Linked DNA regions of Mus musculus: regions 2 and 3 are each linked to region 1. The links are chromatin contacts, called in public HiCAR-type and promoter capture Hi-C maps. All regions are on one chromosome and are shown on one strand. Each heading gives the region's core, a stretch centred on a gene start, on an enhancer-like site or on the middle of the called end of the contact. The rest is flanking DNA. Distances are from core to core; before and after follow the strand shown.

Region 1 (4,427 bases), core at 832-3,331:
AGAGGCATAGCAAGTCATCCTGGCTACTCCCTTGTCCTTAAGACAGAGTCTGTAGCCTGGATAAAAGTGCCTCTTACCATCCAACCCGTGTGCGTGCGTGTGTGTTTATGTAAGAGAAAGAAAGACCTTTATCATCTATGCAGTCAGTTCACAGCCTCCCCACCCCCATATTCACACATACTGATACCTGTTTGGTCAACACTGTCCAGGGGCTGGGTTAGGTGTAAAGAGGAATATTCCTGGCATTTTCTCTTTCCTTTTTCTTCTCCAGCAGAGACCCCACCAAGAGGAGGAGCTTGTCTGTGGCATTTTCTTCTTATTTCTTTCCCCTCAGAGTCACTGATGGATGGCGCCTGTTTCTGACATTTCCCTTTTCTTTTCTTCCCTACTTCCTTTGAGACGCTGGCAAGTGAGGGCCTTTGGAGGTGTCTCTTCTTCCTTCCTACCTCCTCCTCCTCCTCAGAGTCACTGCCAGGTAGGCTGGGGGTTTGTTGGGAGAGAGATGCTGCTTCCAGAGCCCGTAATGTGGCCAAGAGATGGCGGCGCTTGCGTCCCTGGAGGCAAACAAGGGATGAGAGTGTGTGTGAGAATGGACGAGGCCTGGAGACTAAGAAAGGAGAGATGGGCTTCAGCTACTGGTCGTTCTTCCCATCCAAAGTTAACAAGTTTGCTGTGAAGTCAGCCAAGCCCAGAACATTCAGGCTGCAATCCCACCCTCTGGGAAACTGGAGGGCAGAAAGTGTTCCCATCCTACTTTTCTAAGCGTGTAAAGGATTGCCTGTTGATTTCCTTAGAGGAATGTGATAAGCACACAAACAACAGGACCAAGGCAAGACAGCAGCCATCTTTGCCTCCCACTGACAGCATTCTAGGAGCAGCAGAGGGTTTTTTGTTTGTTTGTTTTTTTTGTTTTGAAACAGGAAGGGCAGTGTCACACATGTCTATTAAAAATGTTCCTAACTGGCCAGCAGTGGTGGTACACACCTTTAATCCCAGCACTTGGGAGGCAGAGGCAAGCGGATTTCTGAGTTCGAGGCCAGACTGGTCTACAGAGTGAGTTCCAGGACAGCCAGGGCTACACAGAGAAACCCTGTCTCGAAAAAAAAAAAAAAAAAAAAAAAAGTTCCTAACTGCAGTAGAGAGAAGCTGCACACAGACAAGCAGAAATGGACTACAGAAATGAGCAGAACATCCTGGGCTAACTGAAGGTCAGGAACACCCCAAGGGGATACTGAAACCCTCATATCTGATGAGGTTCAAAGGAAAAGGCCTGCTTTCCGTGAAGCTGATTTGGGGTTCAAGTCCTGCTGCTTGTCCTCAGCTAGACCCTTACCTTGAGCCTCTTTTGAATAGTAATTCTGATAACCTCCCAGTCACTTGCCTTTACTCTAATATACTTTCTACACTGCCACTAAAAATCCTCTAAAAATCCTTTCAAGACTACGGATTCAGCTCAGTAATAAATGCTTATCTACCACGCTGAAGCCCTGGAATCGATCCTCAGTATATAAAGTGATGCCAGGTGAGAGAAAACTTGGAGAAGCCACTCCACTGCTAAAACAACTCTACTGATTTCTACCCTTAGTGTACAAAAAACTTAAACTTTTCAAGCTCTGCGCTCCACGCTCCACGCTCCGAATCCCGCATTCCTATTTGGACTATCCGGATCTTCAGATCATAACTAACTCCCTCACCACCCCGATCCACGATAGCATTCAGGCTCTCCCTCTAACCAATACGACCCCCGGAGGGTAGGCTTCACCTCCTTCAAACAGCCCAGTGCAGGGCCGCTCACCTTGACTGGCGGGGCAGTCGCCGGCCTAACCTGTGCTGTCGCGGCCCCTAGGCCCACGATGGCTGGGGCCGCCTCCACCCATTCGGGCTCTTCGAACATACCACCCGTAGCCCGCAGGGCCGGAGGAGCCTACGCTCTGGCCCACGTGCAGCGCGCGTCAGGGAATCCTAGGGCTGGAGTCGGACCAAACCGGGCCGGAAGCCACCGAGTGAAATTCTGTGGTAGCTAGAGCGGCCTTCGCGGAGCAGAGCACCATAGAGCGTAGCCGCTGGCGAGCTAGAGAGGCAGTAGGAGGTCGGAAGGGAGGGACCGCGGCCCGCGCTGGCCCGAGCTGGCCGGGGCGGGCCGGGGCGGGGCCGGGCGGCGGGCGCGGCCGGACGGGAGTTCCCCCGGAGAAGGCGCCTGCGGCCCGAGTCCCGGTGAGTGTGGGTAGCTCCGCGCCCTACCCCACGCTGTCTTGCAAACCCGTCTCTGCGATCTCTGCAGCAGTTCTGAGCCGGGGCCGCCGGGCAAGGACCCCTGTCCCCTCCCCCGGGTGTTTGCAGCTTGGGTCCCTTCCCCCACCCCCAAGCCTTGCTCGAGGGCCGGGGCTCAGAGCCGGCTGACACCAACTCGGGAAACTAGCAAAGTCTACCCTACACCCCCAGACCCTCCTGCTCCTCGAGCCAAGGGGTCGTCCGCTGCCCGAAGCCCTTCATAGACAACCACTGTCCCTCTCGCGACGCTCCCCATCCCAGCACTGACACCTCTGTCCTGAGGGAACTCACACAGAGAGTCATTCTCTTGTCTCTGTTCTCCCTCAGTCCCCCGAGGCTTCCCCAGTCCCGGGGTCTCTGTGCCGGGACGCTGCTATGGACGACATTTTCACTCAGTGCCGGGAGGGCAACGCGGTGGCGGTGCGCTTGTGGCTGGACAACACAGAGAACGACCTCAATCAGGGGTGAGCTGAAGCGTTGGCGAGTGAGACGGCTACAAGTCCTCTCTCCGCTACTCGGGGTGCTCATGTCTGGCGGGGGCGGCTGACTTTGCTATCCAGTGTAAGGAGTAGTAGTAGTAAGCAAAGCCTGTTGATGGAGGAACGTCTACACAGAGGAAGCTGTCGGAGTTGGGTTTGTTTTTTTTTTTTTTTTTTTTAAACTAAGTTTCACAATCCGGTTCCCGGGAACTTTGCAGCCTCTATGAACTCATGTCAGAGGCAGACCTGAGTGCCAGAAAATTGTCTGGAATTACATGTAGCTGGAGGATGAGTTTCTGCGCCCTAGAGCGTTGGGTAGAAGTGGGAAAGGATATTAGAGGTCTAAAGTTCTGAAGCTTATGTAGTGATGAGAGTACCCATTTGTCAGGCGTCACCCTGGACGCAATTGCCTTAAAGTGATGTTTTGGATACAAGAATTGAGACAGGGTTGGGGTGAGAGCCCTAAAATCATAAGGATGAAGTAATTGAGTTGGTATGGGATGTGAAGGGGTTGTCAAAGATGACCTGGGGTTTAAAAGGAGGTTTGGGTACTTGGATACTTGGCAGTTGCTGAGGTTCCATTATGGACTGGCCACAGTTTTGGTGACACTACAGTGACTTGGAAACGCTTGGCAGGTTGTTAGTCATGCAGATTTAAAGTTCAGGAGGTCGGATTGGGAGACCAAGATGCCACAAATAGCATTTAAATGGTATCTGAAGACTCTATAATGTGGAATGTAGTACCTTAGAAGAGTAGAAAATAAAGGCAGAGGTTGAGAAGCCTGGCTGACAGGGAACAACCATCAGAATAAGAAATAAGAAATGGATTAAGATTAGAGAATGGATGTTTTAATAAAAGAAGAGTGGTTAATTGTAGGCTACTGAGAAGTTAAAGAGCATGGATGAGCATTTAAAAAGTCTCATTTCACTTACATTTAGGATGAATTTGATCTTTTGAATGCTATTGCAGAACAGTAACAGGAAAGTGCATTACAGTGGGTTCCTTCACATAAGGAACCACTTGTGGTTGCTGCTAGAGTCTTTGAATCAGACATAATCTACACGCTAGAGATGGCAGGCTTCTCAGGGAGAAAAGTGAATGGGAGGTGAGGAAACAGATACTATGAACACTTTCTGAAATACTGGCTGATAACAGAAGCAACAAGTGCAGTGTTGAGAGTTTAGTTCGTAGTTTTTGGTTTGCTTTTGGAGACAGGGTGTCATGTAATTCAGAATGGCCTCCAGCTCTCCATCCTACTGCCTCAATCTCCTGAGTGCTGGGATTCCCATTTGTTGCCACTGTATCTGACTATAAGAGTGTATTTTTTTTTTTTTTTTTTTTTTAGGTTGGGAAGGATCATCTTTGGTCCTAGGCTAGGTTTCACTAGCTTTCATTAGGCTGTATGTTATTTCTCTGCTAGATTCAAGGTTATTTGTTTCATTTTTTCCCACATAACTTGTGTGCTCTGGTAAAAACTAAGCTGTCCTGTTTTGTTGGTAAGAAAATAGAAGTTTAGGCTGTTGTCCAGTAGGAGTGGCATCTTGGAAGACTCCTTGCTGTCAAAAGGTGAAGGATATCATTAGGGAAACCAGAAAGCTATGGTGGCTTGAGGGGACAGGGCGTGGGTGCTGGAGGTGGTTAACTCCCTGAAAGCTTTCTTGAGATAGAGATCCAGG
Region 2 (4,427 bases), core at 1,172-3,671, 1.5 Mb after region 1:
GAAAGCATTTCATTGGGGCTGGCTAACAGTTCAGAAGTTTAGTCCATTGTCAGCATGGCAGGAAGCACAGTAGCAGGTAGGCAGATATGCTGGAGTTTTACACCTGTAGGAGCAGTCTGCGGGAAGAGAGAGTGTGAGCCACTGGGTCTGGCTGGAGTTTCAAAATCTCAAAGCTCACCCACAGAAACACAGTTCCTCCAACGAGCCCACACCTCACAATATTTCCACTCCCTATGAATCTATGGGGACCATTTTCATTCAAACCACCACACAACCACCCAGAGCTCTTTTCCTCTCTTTAAACACAGTGGTGGTTTTCCAAGCAGGAAAAAACATGTAGAACTCCTAAACATAACTATATAACTCTTTACTGGTCAATTGAGTTCTGTGTCCAAGACACTATCAATATAATATAAATCTAGCATAATTTCACACTATTCCAAAATTAATTCTAAGGGGAAAGTAAGCCTTAATAAATATTATTCTTTCAGCTCCATATTTTTACTGCAGCACATTAATGGTGTGTGTGTGTGTGTGTGTGTGTGTGTGTGTGTGTGTGTGTGTGTGTGTGTGTGTGAGTGTTCACAAGTTCTTATCACTGGGTTGATTAAGTGATCAGCTCTCACACTAAAGTTACCTAGGTCCCCACCATCATTTACGTGATTTATTTACACATCATTTACTGTGAAGAGGCACAATAACCAAGGCAATTTGTAGAAGAAAGCATTTTACTGGGATTTGATTACAGCTTCCAAAGGTTAGTTCATTATCATCGAGGTGAAGAGTGTGGCAGGCAGGCATGCATGGCACGAGAGTAATAAGTGACAGTTACATTCTGATCCTTGTCAAAGATGGGGGTGTAGGGAAGATGACAGAGAGAGAAAGACACTGGGCCTGGCATGGGTTTTTGAAACCTTAAAGCACACACCCAGTGACACAACTGTTCCAACAAGATCACACCTCCCAATCCTTCTCAACCGTTCCACTCCCTGGTGAGTAAGCATTCAACTATTATTCTATAGGGCCATTCTCATTCAAACCATCGCGTCATCCTTGGGCACCAAGTATGTCCTAGAAATAACAAAAGGCATTCTTTCCCAGAAATGCTAAGGGTTTTAGGAAGCCCTATACCAAGAAGCCTAGACAAAGACTGTGTTATATGTCTGTAGCTTGTATGAAGGTGTTAACAGTGCAAAATGGAATTAAATGGAATCCAAATGTATTTTGGGGTCAGGTTTCCTAAATGATTTGGTTAGGAAGGAGGCACTCTCCAGAGTGGTGGATGTTCCAATGTTCACCAAAGAGAGGGAGAAAGGATGCAAAAGAACTATATAAGAAATATTTTAAAAATATCACACTAGTCACATAGATAAATCACAAAATATGCTGGGTGAATCAGCAAAATCACAAGAGTTCATTGTGATTACAGAAGTAAATGTATATAAAGCCAAAGAACAGGAAAATTCCACTTGTGGTAGATGAGAAAACAGTGAGCCCAATTGTGAGGAAAGCAGGCACTGTTCTGATGGAAATACAATGGGAGAGTTCCAGTGAGGGGACTGGTAGGCATCTTGACGTGTGGGGGTCATGGTTACATGGATACACACACCCGTGAAAGATTAGGCATCAAACTAAGCACATTTATAAACTTAGAGAACATTAGAGAAAATGGAATAAGAAACTTCTTCCACAGCTGAGGAAAAATATGACAAACCATTTTATAAGAGAAGTTTTAAAAAGGAGGAGAAATAGACAAGATAATCATGGTTAGGATTAAACCTTACAAACTGGCAGGAAGAAATGTGAAAACCATTTTCGTGTACACATATGAGACCAAACGGACAAAGGTTTAAGTAAATAATAATAATAATAATAATAATAATAATAATAATAATAATAATAAGTAAATCCATCTATTCCACTGTTGATTCCCCTTCCAACACCTTCTTCCCTTCAGGGGAAAAAATAAACCCCGCATCTCATGACTAAGCTTTATATACAAACTCCGTTCTAAATCTTTTAAACGACTCCTAATTTCATTTTCCAGGGGGTTGTTTGTTTGTTTGTTTGTTTGTTTTAAACTCGTGTGGGTAACTAGGTTTGGAATGCTTTGGGATTCTTCTCATTAAGAGCAATGGAACTTTCTTTCTTCTTCGCCTAACGGCTTTTGAATTCAGCCGCGCTTCTGGGACGGGGCCCACACGTGAAGCCAGGGCCAGCAGAGTGAGCCGGGAGAGCCCACCGAAGCCACAAACCAGTTTCCGCCTCCCCGAGACACTCGCTTGAGGTGCGGACCTGCCGACCAATCACAGGCAGGAGTCGCCCGTGGCTCAGGGGCCGCCGGGCCCTGCCTTCCGCCCTCCCGCCTACGCACAGCGCTCCCCGACCGGTAGGAGGCGGTCTGGACCAGCCGAGGAGCTCAGTGTCGCGCCGTCTCTCGGCTCTTCACCACCTCAATCGCCGCTGCTGCCGTCGCTGCTGCCGACATGGTTGAAGCCGACCGTCCAGGGAAGCTCTTCATCGGCGGTCTCAACCTCGAGACCGACGAGAAGGGCCTCGAAACCGCTTTCGGCAAGTATGGCCGCATCATCGAGGTGCTCCTGATGAAGGACCGGGAAACCTCCAAGTCCAGAGGCTTCGCCTTCGTCACCTTCGAGAACCCCGCGGACGCCAAGGCCGCAGCCCGAGACATGAACGGCAAGTCCCTGGATGGTAAGGCCATCAAAGTGGCCCAAGCCACCAAGCCGGTGTTCGAGAGCGGCCGGCGCGGGCCCCCTCCTCCCCGAAGCCGCGGCCGCCCGAGGGGCCTGCGCGGGACCCGTGGCGGCGGCCCGAGGCGCCCTCCCTCCCGGGGCGGGTCGGCCGACGAAGGCGGCTACACGGGGGATTTCGACCTGCGGCCTTCGCGGGCCCCCATGCCACTGAAGCGCGGGCCGCCGCCGCGCCGGGCCGGGCCTCCGCCCAAAAGAGCAGCGCCGTCGGGCCCCGCGCGCAGCGGCGCGGGAATTCGCGGGCGGGCGGCGGGCTCCCGGGGACGAGACGGCTACGGGGGCCCGCCGCGCCGGGAGCTGCCACCGCCGCGCCGCGACCCGTACCTGGGCCCGCGCGACGAGGGCTACTCGCCCCGGGAGAGCTATTCGAGCCGCGACTACCCGAGCGCCCGGGACCCGCGCGACTTCGCGCCCTCGCCCCGCGACTACACCTACCGCGACTATGGCCACTCGAGCGCGCGAGACGAATGCCCTTCCCGGGGCTACTGTGAGCGCGACGGCTACGGCGGCCGCGAGCGCGACTACGAGCATCCTAGCGGAGGCTCCTACCGCGACCCCTTCGACAGCTACGGGGACCCGCGTGGCGCCGGTCCTGCCCGAGGGCCACCGCCATCTTACGGCGGGGGCCGCTATGACGAGTACCGAGGCTGCTCGCCCGACGGCTATGGCGGCCGCGACAGCTACCGCAGCGAGCGCTACTCGAGTGGCCGTGAGCGCGTGGGTAGGCCGGAGCGCGGGCTGCCGCCGTCTGTAGAACGAAACTGCCCGGCGCCGCGGGATTCCTACAGCCGCTCGGGCCGCCGGGCGCCCCCGAGGGGCGGAGGCCGCGTGGGAAGCCGCCTGGAGCGAGGGGGAGGCCGGAGCAGGTACTGAGCCCGCTGGCCTCAGGACTGGCATCGGAAGTCTAGAAAAAGAAGAATCAGTTTCCTGGTAACTCATCCAAGGACTAGTCCTAAGAAGAGTTGTTTTTCTTATTTTTACCGTTTTAAGATTTTTTTCCCCCCTTGTTAACTTCCTCTGCAATTTTATGCATTTGAGAGGCAAAAAAAAAGTTAAAACTCGTTTAATTTCATTTTGGAATTGTTAAACGTTTCAACAAGCTCGTGTTAAAAGTATGACTTGAACCTGCTGCGTAGTAGTCTTCCTTCTCGTTCAAAATAGTTCCCGTAAAGGCTTCTTCCCTTCCAAATTTGCCTGATAAATGAGGCAAACAGTTCTAAGGTCTTTGCACAGAAATCTTGCCCACCTAAAGCGGAAAAAGGATCGTGCCCCTCAGACCAAACTGGGGATTGGGGAGAAAGAGTTGGGGGGAATTGGTGTTTGCTACTCCATTTCAAAGTGTCTTTCAAACTGAATCTGTTTCCAGTACTAAAAACCAACCAAACGGCAACCAAACCCACTTAGACCAGATGCTGTGTAAAGAAGGTGCCATTCAATCTATGAGTCAAAAGCAAGTGGATGCTGGCTATTTTAACTTTTTTTGACTGCTTTGCCGATTTTGCTTTTTCTTTGGAGATCTGCAGAATCTCCTGTCTCTTGCTTCCCCAAGATAGCATTTACATAATTGGAACATCGATGGAATACTAAATTTAAAATTTGACCAACCAGCCACAAAGCTGAAAAACAAAACAACCCAAAATTACCTATTGATAGCAT
Region 3 (4,427 bases), core at 1,284-3,783, 1.4 Mb before region 1:
AAAGAAAGCAGAGAGGATGTCATTAAGGAACTGATCTTGAACTGCCACAGGACACTCCCACCAATGACAGCAGCATACGCATGGAGAGCATTGTTCTGGAAGGATCATCTGAAGGGCCACAAAAGAGGTTTTAATAAAGTATCAAGAGTGAAATGATATGAAACATCTTTTGTAACCACAATGGTATGAAATTAGAAATCACCAAAAGAGAGATTTGGAAAAAAATTTCACAAATATGGAAATTATACACCATTCTCTAAACCAATGAGCAAAGAAGAAATCAAAGGGAGGTTTTTGAAAAATGAAATGACAATGGATGCACACAACTCAGCACTGCACTCTATGCTCCAGACAGTCTAAGAGGGGAGCACACATCTCAGCAAATTCAGCAGTCTAGATAGTCTAAGAGGGAAGCCTGCCGGGACTACATTAAACAAAGAAACATTATCTCAAGTAAATAACTTAATACTTGGCCTCAGGCAAGTAGACAAAAAATAACTAAACCAAAAGTTATCAGAAGGGAAGAGAAAGCTGATGAGAAAGACCCAAGGAAAAGTGTTAATGAATAATCTGAGCTGTTGTTCTTTGTCTCTGTCTCTGTCCTTCTCTGTCTCTCTCTCTCTCTCCCCTCCCTCCACCCCCTCTCTCATTTTGGGAGCAGGGTTTTACTATGTAGCCCTGGCTGTCTTGGAGCCCTCTATGTAGATGAGGTTGGCCTAGAACTCACAAGGTTCCTCTTGTCTCAGCCTTCCCAGTACTGGAATTAAATGCATGTGCCCAGCTGCTCCAAGTTCTTTCTTTAAGACAATATGTAAGGAAATAAAGGTAACAGATTCATAGCCACACTAACTTAGAGAGAGGGAGAGGGAGAGGGAGAGGGAGAGGGAGAGGGAGAGGGAGAGGGAGAGGGAGAGGGAGAGGGAGAGGGAGAGGGAGAGGGAGAGGGAGAGGGAGAGGGAGAGGGAGAGGGAGAGGGAGAGAGGGGAGGGGAGGGGAAGGGGAGGGGAGGGAAGAACTCAAGCAAATTCAAGAATGAAGGCACTGGCTTATGAACACGGACAAGAAACAGTTGTTGAGAAAGCAAAACACACAAAATCAACCTTGACAGGAGAAGGTTTGTTGATGTCTTCTGGGCGTCTAGATTAGCTTTAGAGCAAAGCCATGATATCCCTGATCACACTGGTTTCTCCCATGGCTCTCTCAAGCTTTTTTTTTTTTTTTTTTTAATTTGTCATTTTTTAACATCAATCAAAAATTTAATTTTCTTTCTTTAAAGGTAGAAAGAGGCTATTGCAGTCATGTGCTCCTGACACTACAGAGACTTGGGGCTGGGGCTGTCGGACAAGCTGGAGACCAGTCTGGGCAACATAAAATGTATCCTCTCTCCAAGAAACCTTACAAAAGCTGGCACTTTGGGGGAAATCTTCAGATGTGTCACTGGAGCATGCTCATAGTAGTTTTCCCATCTTCAAACACCCCTTCCCCTCTGCGTGGGAACTGAACCCAAAGCTTGAAAAGTACTCTATCACTGAACTAAGTCACAGATGTCTTTTAAAAAAATATTCTATGAATGAGTCTTATTGAGTTGCTGATGATGGCCATCAATTTATAATCCTTCTGCCTCCTGTTTATCTGGAATCTCAAGCTGGGCTGAAGTCTATATTGGTATGGAGAAAATATCGGAAGGGGAAAGATAATAGCTGAAGTTATTCCCAGGCTTGGGACTGTCAAACAGGGTCTGTGACTAAATAACAGGCTCTCAGTCTCTGGTACTAAACTGAGAGAAACTCTGGGACTCTTAGAGGAGTATTTTGCAACTTTCCTAATGCTGCAACTCTTTAGAAAACTTCCTCGTGTTGTATTGACCCCAACCATAAAACTGTGGTATTTGCTACCTCATAACTATATTTTTCTACTGTTGTGAATCATAATATGAATATATGATATGCGAGATATCTAAAGTGCAACTCCTGTGAAAAGGTCATTCAAACGAGTCCGATCCGGTAAAGAACCAAAGCCCTAAAGTATGCGGAAGTACCACTTTATCACACAAAAACACATTGAAAAGCAGAGGCTCTGATCCAGCTTTGCTGCCTGGAAAGGGAATGTCTGTGGTAGGAAACAACGCTCTGGGTCTCGTGCACAAGGTACAATTCAAAATTACAGATTGTGAAACTGAAGGGGGAGACTAAACCTGGAAAAAACACAACTTTAAAGTAGTTTTGTTGTTGTTGTTGTTGTTGGTGGTGGTGGTGTTTTGTTGTTGTTGTTGAGGAGGCACCTCCCTCAAGCTCCCCCATTTGCATTTTCAGCCAGAGGCCGGCAGCCCCTCCCCCTTCCCCTCCCCCGCTTTTACAGGATAAACTCACCCAAGCAAAAGCAATGTTCTCCTTTCAAAGTCTTCAAAAGTCTGCCCCCTAAAATTGCTCAGCCCGTTATCAGACGCCAGAAAGTTGTAAACCAGGGAGAATTAACTAACCAATCCAGAACTTCAAGGTATTTCCGACTCGAAGCTAGAGAAACGAAAGTTTGAGAGCTGGAAATGAAACAGAAACCACAACTCTACAGACCAATGAGATGCCTTTGCATAAGCCTGCAGGGCCCACACTGACTGAGGAAGTTATCCTCATATCAGCATTGGCTGGCTCTGGAGACTGGGGAGGAGTTATGTGCAGAGCCAGGCAGAAACACCTCACCACCCTCACAGCAGAGAGTAATGAGCTGCAGAGGGCTCTCCAGCTGCCCAATAGTCTCCACCAGATTATGTATTGTGTGGCTCAACAGACTTAGTCCTTTTCCAGTGCTGATCTGATCCACCCATTCATTTCCTCCCTTCTAGGAGTCCCTCACCAGAATATCTTGGAGGTTCCTATTTGGCTTAGAGGTGTATTGAACACCTATATAGTGACTCAGCAGTACCGGAATTAGAAGGGAGAAATCTGTAGAGCTGAGAATGAGGTACAGTTGACATAGTGCTTGCCTATCAAGCATGGAGCACTGGGATGGTCCTCAGAAGTGTATATAACCATGTGTGGTGGCCCCTGCGGTCTGTCTTACTTACTCTTCTACTTCTCTGATAAATACCATGACTAGGACAAGTTACAAGGAGAGTGTTTAATTTGGCATTCACAGTTCCTATGGGTTAAAGTTCATGACCACCACAGTGGAGAACCTGATAACAGGCAGTGAGCTGGAGCAGGTGCTGGAGTAGGAAGTGAGAAGTCACAACTGGAGACACATCTTACAGAAACCTGAGGCAGAGAGAGAATGATGGTGGGGTTCAGAGTCTACTGAATTCTGAAAGCTTGCACCCATGCCATACTTTCTCCAAGAATGCCACACTCCTAATCTTTCCTGAACAGTGTCCTGATAACTAAGAACCAAGTATCCAAAAAATCTTAGCCTCTGGGGCCATTGTTATTCAAACCAGCACAGGATGCCACTGCCTTGCAGCTGGCTGCATGAGATCAGGAGCTCAAAGCCATCCTCAGCTATGGTGACTGACATCAGGATGGCATGGGAAACACCTGAAGCTTTCCAAAGAGAAAAGGAAGGGAGAAAGAAAGAGAAGAATAAATAAATAAATCACAAATTAATTAAAGAAAGTCAGTTGTGTGAGTGAATGTTGGAGAAGCCACCATCACCTGTCTCATCCCCTTTCCTGTTTGCCTCTCTAATTATTTCCCTACAGTCTCAGATCTACTGAAATATGGAATGATGAGTGACAGCAGACATAACTCTGTAGTTTGAATTTATTTCACATACTTACAACTGTCTTATACTCTTCTTCCTTTCAGATAGACTGACCCTAAATGAGCTCTAGCTCCCTTAGCCTCCCCAGTGCTGGGATCATGAACTTTTGCTGTTGTTGTTTAGTTTGGCTTTTGACTTCAGTGATTGAACCACGGTCCTTGTGGATGCTGGGCTAGTGCTCTATCCATAGCTATACACTTACCTAAATTTCATATCTTGATGAGGTCATAAGCCTCACTGTTGTTCTTGCTGTGGACACAATTGCTTACAAACAATGCTTTGATGTTCCAAGTCTTCTGAAATGTTAATAGTTATGAAAAACCCTCTAACATTTCTTTTGAGGCAGGGATTTAGTCTATATTCAAGCCTGGCCTAGAACTCACCAAGTATTTAGAGTGTTAGGATAGTTTCTAATTCCTGGAAATATAGAGGCAAGAGCTACCATGTCTCTGTCTTTTCTACATTTTACTTAAGGCTTTCTCTGTTTCTTCCTAAGGCCTGTTTGGGAATTAAAACTATTAAATACCCAGATTATGATCTAACTCTGCATGAATGTTCTCTCTAGGCAGAATTCCACTCCCAACTCTGCAAAGATTAGACTTTATATTTAGTCTGCCATTACCCTCTGACCTCAGTGAAAAGGATGAAGATGACCAGGTGAGCAAAGCACTGGC

What was found. HiCAR-type assays count read pairs that join an accessible place to other places. Capture Hi-C pulls out chosen DNA fragments and counts their contacts.
Region 2: a contact with region 1 is called in a HiCAR-type map of embryonic stem cells, with 7 times the contacts expected there. The contact joins the promoter of Rbmxl2 here to the promoter of Rrp8 in region 1. A contact is called at or near these places in 3 of 39 promoter capture datasets (embryonic stem cells, liver and stem cell-derived epiblast-like cells) and 3 of 115 datasets of contacts at active chromatin or transcription factors (embryonic stem cells and stem cell-derived neural progenitor cells).
Region 3: a promoter capture Hi-C map of adipose tissue shows a contact between it and region 1, with 2.8 times the contacts expected there. The contact joins the promoter of Trim12c here to the promoter of Rrp8 in region 1. A contact is called at or near these places in 3 of 39 promoter capture datasets (liver, neutrophils and pre-B cells) and 1 of 9 other capture datasets (adipose tissue).

The regions. Positions count from the first base shown.
Region 1 is chr7:105,734,503-105,738,929 of GRCm38.p6, forward strand. It overlaps Rrp8 (ribosomal RNA processing 8, methyltransferase, homolog (yeast)), which reads right to left and starts at 2,082. Exons shown (of 7, transcript NM_025897.2): 1 at 1,796-2,082; 2 at 188-554. The coding sequence starts at 1,894. It overlaps Ilk (integrin linked kinase), which reads left to right and starts at 2,088. Exons shown (of 13, transcript NM_001161724.1): 1 at 2,088-2,214; 2 at 2,599-2,735. The coding sequence starts at 2,647.
Region 2 is chr7:107,207,024-107,211,450 of GRCm38.p6, forward strand. Rbmxl2 (RNA binding motif protein, X-linked-like 2) reads left to right here and starts at 2,422. Exons shown (of 1, transcript NM_029660.2): 1 at 2,422-3,893. The coding sequence starts at 2,487. The coding sequence ends at 3,644.
Region 3 is chr7:104,350,825-104,355,251 of GRCm38.p6, forward strand. It overlaps Trim12c (tripartite motif-containing 12C), which reads right to left and starts at 2,534. Exons shown (of 8, transcript NM_001146007.1): 1 at 2,370-2,534. Gm38525 (tripartite motif-containing protein 30A-like) reads right to left here. Exons shown (of 8, transcript XM_006508379.2): 8 at 3,735-4,427. It overlaps Gm36430 (a long non-coding RNA gene), which reads left to right and starts at 1,213. Exons shown (of 6, transcript XR_003946847.1): 1 at 1,213-2,147; 2 at 4,319-4,410.